Linked DNA regions of Sus scrofa: all the other regions are linked to region 2. The links are chromatin contacts, called in public Hi-C and HiChIP or PLAC-seq maps. All regions are on one chromosome and are shown on one strand. The core of a region is the stretch at or near the end of the contact, and the rest is flanking DNA. Distances in the headings are between cores, read along the strand shown.

Region 1 (2,773 bases), core at 159-2,658, 180 kb after region 2:
TACCATCCCTTCTTTTTTTTTCGATTTCTACTATTTTTTAAATTGAACTACAGTTGATTTACAATGCTGTATCAGTTTCAAGCGTACGGCAAAGTGATTCGGTTATACATATACATATTTTTACATTTTTTCAAATTCTTTTCCATTATATGTTACTATAAGATATTGAATATGGCTCCCTGTGCTCTACAGTAGGTCCTGTTGTTTATCGATTTTATATATAGCAGTGTGTATATATTAATCCCAAACTCCTAATTTATCTCTCCCCTCACTTCCCCTTTGGTTACTGTCTTTTCTAGGTCTGTGAGTTCGTTTCTGTTTTGTGAATAAGTTCATTTGTTCATTTGTGATATTTTACATTCCACATATAAGTGATATATAATATTTGTCTTTCTCTATCTGACTTCCTTTACTTTGCCTGATAATCTCTAGGCCCATCCATGTTGCTCCATACTTCATACTTCATATATATATATGTGAATATATGAAATATGAAGTATACACATACACATACTTCATATTAAGTGAAGTGTGTGTGTATAGATATATATATATCTATACACACACATATATATACCACTTCCTTTTCTTTAAGAAAAAAATAATTTATTTGATTCTGCTATCATTAAATAACAGAGCACACTGAAACTCCCTAAGTGCAATTAAGGTGGAATTATATATAATATGTATCAAGGTGGATGGGACTGAATGTGGAAGTTGGGAATGAGGGAAAGAAAGAGAGCTGGCTTAATGTGGGAGAACGGGGAGACACAGAAACAGACAGCCCGAGACACCTAGGCAGAAGGATTAGATGAAATCAATTCATGGGGCACTCTTTCATGCCTCTTCCCCACCTCTGGGCTATTGTTTCAGAAGATTCTCTCACAGGAACCAACAAAGAAGTCAGCTCTCTGAACCAACAAGAACAGAGGCTCTGCAGACACAAGTACTAAAGGAAAGGAACAATGTTCCCATCAAATCGGTGTCAGAACAACAGGTGCAGGAGCTCACAGGCTAGAGTTTGCAAAGGACATCAAACACCGCTCAGAAGCTGGAGTGAGCTATTCTAGAGGGGAAACAAGCCTTGTTGCTACACCTTTCCCTGGAAATCACCAATAAACTGGCATGTGCTCCTACCTCCGGAGGTGGGGACTTGGGTGAGGGTTACTGAATTATTTATTAGAGTCCTAATTTAAAACAATGAAACCAGTTTAAAAGATGAAAAGGGTAGGGGAGGAGAGTAAGCCAGCACTAGCTGAAAGAAAAGAACAGGCTGTTATTTACAAAGGACACACACACACACACACACACACACACACACACATACAAAGCAGGCTCAGGCCTGTAATGTGATCAGAGAGGCAGTGTACCAGCAAATTAAGCAAACGTCTCCCACAAAAATCAAAAGCAGGAGTAATTGCCCATAGCAGGCCAAGGTACTAGCCGCTGAGCAAGCGATCCTGGCTTCCAATGATACAAAACTGGCTCCATGGAAAGAGCTTTGATACGCTGGGTCAGACCAAGTCTGTCCTCTCTCAAACTGAGACTCACCTTAAAATTGCCCAAGCATGAGAATTTTTTACTGGATTAAAACCCTCCAAGGTGTCTGCCTTATGTAACAGGGGATGTCCCAGAGTTGCAATTAGGAAAGTGTCACCAACCCAAGATATTTAGTTGGAAAGTGACTGGAAAATAAAGCAGGGTTCCCTGGCCCCCGTAAGAGAGAAGCAGATCAAGTTAGCAGCTTAGCAATTCACCTCCCCCTGGAGGGAACCCAAGAAGCCACCCAACACCAGTGACTGTCCTGCCGGTTGTGCCTCCAGGAACCTCAGGGCCTTTGAATATTGCCCAGTCACCCCTTCCAATAAGTCAAAGCAGCCCAAGCTCGGAGGCGTCTGGGAATGATGTAACTGAAAGTTCAGAGGACTGAGCACACAGATCTGCGAGCTGGTAAATGGCAGGATACACGGGACGGGCGGATCTTCCCTTCCCCTCCTATTTCCTTTCACTCAGAAAAATGACCTGCGCCCCAGTGTTGGGGCGTTGCTGTGACACTATCTGAGGCAGATGTAGGGCAGGATTTTAAGGGACAAGAGATGTAGATCATTCCCAGTGAAGGGGTGCAACTTTTACCAACCTGCAAGGTGGTGCTGCTTCCCACCCCGACCCCTAGTTATTGCAGCCCTGAAACCCCAACACCACCGCAGGACAGATAACCACACACCCAGGAAGCCAGGACATGGAAGGAACTCCTCAGAGAGATGAGAAGAAAGCAGGGAAATAGATTATTATTATTATTATTTTTTGGCCACACCCATGGCATGCGGAATTTCCCAGGCCAGGGACTGAACCCAAGCCACAGCAGTGACAACCCTGAACCTTAACCCACTGAGCCATCATGGAACACCAGCAGGGAAATAGATTTGACAGCTTGTTGCTGCCACAGCTTCCTTAGCAAAGATTAGATCAGGATTGCGTTTATTTAAAAAGGGATAGATCCTGGTGTCTACCCAAGATGTTTGTTCTTACGGTATTTCATCTGTTGGCAGGAGAAGGAGAGAAGTCGTTTTGGGGTGAACACTGCTTCAAGCAGTAGCCACTGCTTGCAGAGCAAGTTTGTACGCTGGATGCCGAAAATGGACCAAGCACATCCTTGGCAGCCTGCCCTTCGCAGGGGCTTCAGCTGTGTTTTCTTAGAAACACAGAGTGTCTTTGTCAGCTGAACTTTGAACGCCCACTAAGACGGGATGTCAGGGAGGAGAAGGTGGAACTG
Region 2 (2,774 bases), core at 272-2,771:
CCACCCCCACCCATTTTTTTAAGGATGCGGAGGTAGGCTAGCCCCCTCAATTTGACTGATCAGACCGCTTAGCCTAAATCAAAAAAAAAAAAAAGAAAGAAAAAAGAAAAAAAAAAAAAAGCCTTGCTCAAAACCAACACAGCTCAACATAATTTTTTTTGTTAATAGCTAAAATGCCCCTACTTTCTAATTTTTGGTCCACTTCAATGCTCTTCGAGAAAAGGGAACTCAATCCCCCTTCCTTTCAGGTCTGGCCAAGCAGAAAACCAGAGCCCTCTGTACACACTCAGCATCCAGAGCAACAGCGCTGTGGATACTTGGACAGACCTCATCCCGCGCCCATCCCTGGGGCTGATGCAGCTGCCCTGGCCCTGGCTCTGGCTCTGTGACCGGGTGGCTAACCCACATCCCTTCCTTCACACCCCCTTTCAAAATTACCACTTCCCCGTCCACCATTCCGGCTGCAAACAGTACAATGAGTGGAGTCACAGAACAGCCCAGCTCAGTTTCAAAACATATCCAACAAACGGGAAAGGTGTTTTCCTTAAGATTTAAATATTTTAAGGAAGAAAAAAAAAAAACGGGAAGGGAGAAAACAGTGCGGAACAAGGGCTCAGGCCGGGAAGGTCTGCCCTGGTGGAGGTTCCTGCAGCTCTGGTCGCACTCGGCGCCTGGGCTTTCGTCCTGCCCGTCTCCAAAATGACCCCCAGTCTGGCGACCCCGGCTCCCCAAAATCGACGTTCCCCAGTGACCGCTGCCGTCCAACGGCCGCGAGACCCCCTTTGAAGCTTGACGGCTGCCGCACGGATGCTTTCTCTCCCCGCCCCGCTCCGCTCCGGGAAGCCAGGCCTTCGGACTCCGCGCTCGGAGGAGGAAGCCCCGCGGCGCGCGGCTCCAGAAAAGAGGCGGCCGCGGCCGAGAAGAGGTCGGGTTCCGCGGCCTGAGTGCCGCTGCCCGGGCACTCTCCCCTCCCGGCTCGGGTCCGAAGCTGCGCGGCCCGAGAAAAGGAAGGAAGACGCACAGGAACTTTGGCGGCGGCTTCGGTCACGAGCGGGCAGGCCCCTCAGAACTGCTGGAAACACTTGGGACCCCGGAGCGGGGGCTGCTGGAGCAGACCGAGTGGGGCGGAGTTCCAGCGCGGGAGCTGCACGCTCAACTCGCCCGAGGAAGCCCCCTCCGACTTGACTTGGGCGGTACGCTCTCCGCCGGGGGGGCGGGATGCTCCGGCGGCGGGCGCGATCCCTCCCCGGACTCTGCCCTCCAGGTCTCCCCGTGTGACCCCCGGCCCGCTCCCGAGCCTCTCTCACCATCTGCGCCACTTTCAGCAGCGCCGCGTGGGTGCGGGGGTAGAAGGGGTCCAGCAGCCCTTCCGACGAGCCCGCGCCCGGCTGCCCCGCGCCAGCACCGGGTCCCGAGGAGCTGCCGCTGCTGCACGTGGTGCGAACGAGCCCAGCTCCGTGCGACATTTCGCAGCCCCTGCCCGCCCGCCGCCTCCTCCGGCCGGGGCCGAAGGCCAGCTGCGAAGGGGCGGAGTGGGGCCGCGGGGCGGGGCGGGGCCGCGGGGCGGGACCCTAGCGTCCGGGAGAGGCGCTAGCGCCCCGGGCCCGCGCGGGGACGCTCACCCAGCCTCGGCGGGACCTGGCCGGGGAGGGCCCGGTTCGCGATCTCCGGAAAGGTGGCTGCACCCCCTAGCCCTCGGGGAGGCGCGGAAGTCGGGCTGGAGGGAGGAGGGAAACCAACGCCCTGGGCCGTGGCCTTTCCGAGGTGGGCGAGGCCCGGGCACAGCTGGGTTTGGGCCTCCTGGGATTTGGTGTGGGCGCGCCTGCGAATGTGTGCTAAGAGCGCTTGATTGAAGTGTAACTCGCATACACTGAAATGCCCAAACCCTCCGTGTTCAGCTCCGTTAATTGTTCTGTATGTGTACGTACACCTGTGTAACCCCCCCGCCCCAGCAACCAATAGAACATGCCAATACTTGTGCTTTCCCCCTTGTGTCACTACAGATTCGTGTCCTCTCTTCTCAGACTTGATATACTTTAAATAATACAGCAATATTCTCATTTGTGTCTGGCTTCTTTCACTCAGTACAACACATTGAGATGAATTCTGTGTGCCCAATAAAACTGTGGTGAATATTCTGGTGAGATTTTTTGGTGGACATAAACAAGCTCTCAATTCTTTGGATAAATACCTATGAGTGGGTTTGCTGAGTCACATGGAGAGCATAGGTTTACCTCTAATAGGAGCGGCCAGTTATCCAAGCCATGTTGCCCTCCTTTGGGGTTACTTTCATTTTATTTTTTGTCTTTTTAGGGCTGCATCCGTGGCATATCAAGTTCCCAGGCTAGAGGTTTAATTGGAGCTGTTGCTGCTGGCCTACACCACAGCTCATGGCAACACTGGATCCTTAAACCACTGGGCGAGACCAGGGATCAAACTGGCATCCTCATGGACACTAGGTGTGGTTCTTAATCCGCTGAGCCATAGCAGGAACTCCCTGGGTTACTTTTAAATTGAAGACAGGTGCAAACAGGACTACTGAAGTGAGATGTTATCGGTGTTCTCTTTGAGCAGAGTGTCCCTGTGGCCAATCTTGTTATTTCTCAAAAAAACTTGGAGATAATGCAAAAATCTCTCTCTAAGAGATCACTGGATGCCAGGGCTGTGCTGTCGTCAGGAGACTGTCTTGATGATTCTAGAAAGTGGAGATACTCATGCAATCTCTGCTTTGATAAGTTTCCCAGGTGATTCTGATAAAATCTCAAGTTTGAGCA
Region 3 (2,700 bases), core at 1-2,500, 130 kb after region 2:
GGGGGGCCAGCACAGGGTGGAGACAATAAACAGTTGCCACTACCCAGGTTCTTTCTCAGATACCAAGGGACCTAAGGGACGATCTCTCAGCCTTTATGTCCTCCTATGGAGAGGAGAAGGCACATGCCCAATCTCCTCCCCCAGAACGTGCTGGGCCTTAAACCAGGATGAGCATAGTACCAGACAGGAGACCCTCTGGTCCTCAAAGAGCACCGGACAGAAGACCCTCATATTGTATTTGGTAAACGTTTCCTGATTCACTGCAATTTTACTACTACGAAGATAATTAGGAAAAAGAAGTTTTCTCCTAATCTTGGGGAGGCTCTGCTTTTAGGGAAAAAGCCACACACGTGGAGATCAGATCAGGTAAGGGAGGCACCAGGTGTCCCTGACACTCCTTAACACAAACTCAAGGCCCACGAAGCATTCTGCTCCCAGGATACGCCGCGACCACGGAGAGGGTCCAGCAAGTTGGGTTGCCGCCCCCAAAAGACAGCCCGAGGGTCACAATCCTCTCCCCCAACAGATCCCGAGGTGATGAGACCTCGTTCAGAGAGCGGGGTCTCTGAGTTCTGCATCTTGGGATAAAGGCGAGGTTGAGAAAAAAGGGTTCCTTCGAAGCCCCCCCTCCCCGGAAATGTGAACAAACTCCCCGGCTAGGAGCACGGCGTCCGGTCCACCTGCGCCCCCGGCCCCGGCCGCCCGCCCGCAGGCACTCACGATCTCCGCCACGATGAGGAGTCCGGGCAGGGTGCGGAGGAACTCGCGGTCGTACGCGAAGCTGCTGCTGGTGGTGGAGAAGTTCTCCGCGAAGGAACTGGCGGTAGTGGTGACAGTGTGCGAGCGAGCGCGCTGCGGCTCCTCCATCGTCACGCCGGAGCCGGGCCCGCCCCGCCTAGGGGACCCTCGGCGCGTCCGGGCGGGACGCGCGGCCCTGAGCCCGCGGACACCGGCGCGGGGGGAGGGGAGCGCGGCGGCGCAGGGACTAAGACGGGCGGAGGGCTCCCGCCAGGGCCCGTCCGGCCGCGGCGCGCGTCCAGCGAGTGCACAGCGCGCCCAGCTCCTCGGCGCGTGGGCTTTCGGGCTGCGCAGGGTCCTCGGAGAAGGAGACCCGGAGAGATGAGGCCGCGGGTGGCCAAGGGAGGCGGCGCAGGCCGGGCGGAGGGGAGGGGGCGTGGAGAGGGGCGGGCAAGCGGCGGGCGGGGAGGGACCGCCCCGCGGAGGCGCCTCGGGCTGGCGGCCGCTTCACCTGTTGCGGGGGCCAAGCGGCCGGGAACGCCCGGAGGCGGTGCCAGGGGAAGGAGGGCGGGGGTCGCGGCCGCGGACTGCACCCCTCCTGGAGCCGGCTCAGCCTGGCCCCGCCTCCCCGGGTGGGGCGCCGAAGACCTGTCTCTTTCCACCTGGCCATTGCCGGCCGGGGCTCTGGGGGGCCTCTGGGAAGAGCGAAGCCAACTGGCTCCGGGAATGAGGAGGGTGGGGTGGAGCGGCGACTCCAAGGGGAAGAATGAGCGGCTGGAGTTACGACCCGGCCGGACCTTAGACTCCAGATCGATGCGAGGCCGCTGGGACGCCCGGCCTGAGCTTCTCCCCCTCCCGGTGCGGCTGCGGCCGAAGCCTGGCGTGATTTCCTGCCCCTCCTGCCGGGAACAATTTGAGGAACCAACTTCATCGCTGGGCCAGGAAGGAGCTCGCAGAGGCTCGATCGCGGGATCCATGGAGCCTTGGGGCCAGGGATGGAAGCGGGAAGATATTTGAGGTCCCTGGTCATGACCAACCAGTGTCCCATTACACGCGGAACGAAATGTTGGAGAAAAGCTTGAAAGGTGTGGTTCGTGCAAATTGACACACGGGCCGTCCTTTCCTGGGGTGGGGGAGGGGACGAGAGCACCACACAGTGAGGCGGCATGTTAGAGGGTCGGCTCTTGCATCTCTCAGCTGTATAAACAGGAGCAAGGGGGCTCCCTCTCTGGGCCTCAGTGGTGCCATCTGTGAAATGCATCGATGGGCACCTTGCCAACAGGAGAGCAGCTTCCTGGCGCACTCTCCTGTTTTGTGAAAGGAAGGCAAGAAACATTATATTTTATTCAGAAACTCCCAGAAGGAAAGGAAATAATTACTGGTTACAAATAGAAGGTGGCTCTGGGGTCAGAGCAAAGGAATTCCTTATCTGTTCCAAGACCTTTCGAAAAAAGGTCAGAAGGGACATTTTTTTCACAGTGAGCTGAGCTGAGAAGAAAGTAAAAGCTATAATCTAATAAAACAAAACAAGGAATTCGTTTCTTTTAATCTAGGGCCCACCCAGAAGAACCTCTGGGAGTAAAAGTTAAGGCTTCAAGGAGTCCCCTGGTAGCTCATTGGTTAAGGATCTGGCATTGTCACTGCTGTAGCTCGGGTCACTGCCATGGCACGAGTTCAGTCCCTGATCCAGGGAACTTCCATATGCCTCGGGCACAGCCAAAAAATAAAAAATAAAAATTTGAGGCTTCAAAAGCATTACAAAGATGAAGATTTCGAGAAATTCCATCCATGAGCATTTTGCTAAGCATCTTGGACCAGTGGGTAAAAGAACAAAAATTAGAGCACTTCCCCCTAGAACACTGGTTTCCAAAGTGTGGTGCTTGAACCAGCAGCATCAATATCACCTAGGAACTCTGAGAAGTGCTATTTCTCAAGCCTCACCCCAGACCCATTGAATCAGAA

Evidence for each region. A called contact is a pair of places that touch in the nucleus more often than the background predicts. HiChIP or PLAC-seq counts read pairs in DNA pulled down with a chosen protein or histone mark.
Region 1: a contact with region 2 is called in a Hi-C map of liver, with 2.8 times the contacts expected there. The contact joins the enhancer-like site here to the promoter of CMTM7 in region 2. A contact is called at or near these places in 1 of 5 promoter capture datasets (liver), 14 of 47 Hi-C or Micro-C datasets (embryonic fibroblasts, epiblast stem cells, fetal liver and 7 more) and 1 of 2 datasets of contacts at active chromatin or transcription factors (skeletal muscle).
Region 3: a contact with region 2 is called in an H3K27ac HiChIP or PLAC-seq map of skeletal muscle. The contact joins the promoter of CMTM8 here to the promoter of CMTM7 in region 2. A contact is called at or near these places in 3 of 47 Hi-C or Micro-C datasets (fetal heart ventricle, heart right ventricle and liver) and 1 of 2 datasets of contacts at active chromatin or transcription factors (skeletal muscle).

Annotation. Positions count from the first base shown.
Region 1 is chr13:18,193,551-18,196,323 of Sscrofa11.1, reverse strand. No RefSeq gene overlaps it. Among named protein-coding and RNA genes, the nearest start is that of CMTM8, 48 kb to the left of the region's middle. Within about 2 kb of position 1,408, at least 9 of the 83 cell types and tissues checked have an H3K27ac peak or open chromatin away from gene starts, as enhancers often do. A contact at or near this core is called in liver, where this site is marked.
Region 2 is chr13:18,370,918-18,373,691 of Sscrofa11.1, reverse strand. CMTM7 (CKLF like MARVEL transmembrane domain containing 7) reads right to left here and starts at 1,521. Exons shown (of 5, transcript NM_001243922.1): 1 at 1,308-1,521. The coding sequence starts at 1,466.
Region 3 is chr13:18,241,929-18,244,628 of Sscrofa11.1, reverse strand. CMTM8 (CKLF-like MARVEL transmembrane domain-containing protein 8) reads right to left here and starts at 1,250. Exons shown (of 4, transcript XM_021071501.1): 1 at 721-1,250. The coding sequence starts at 867.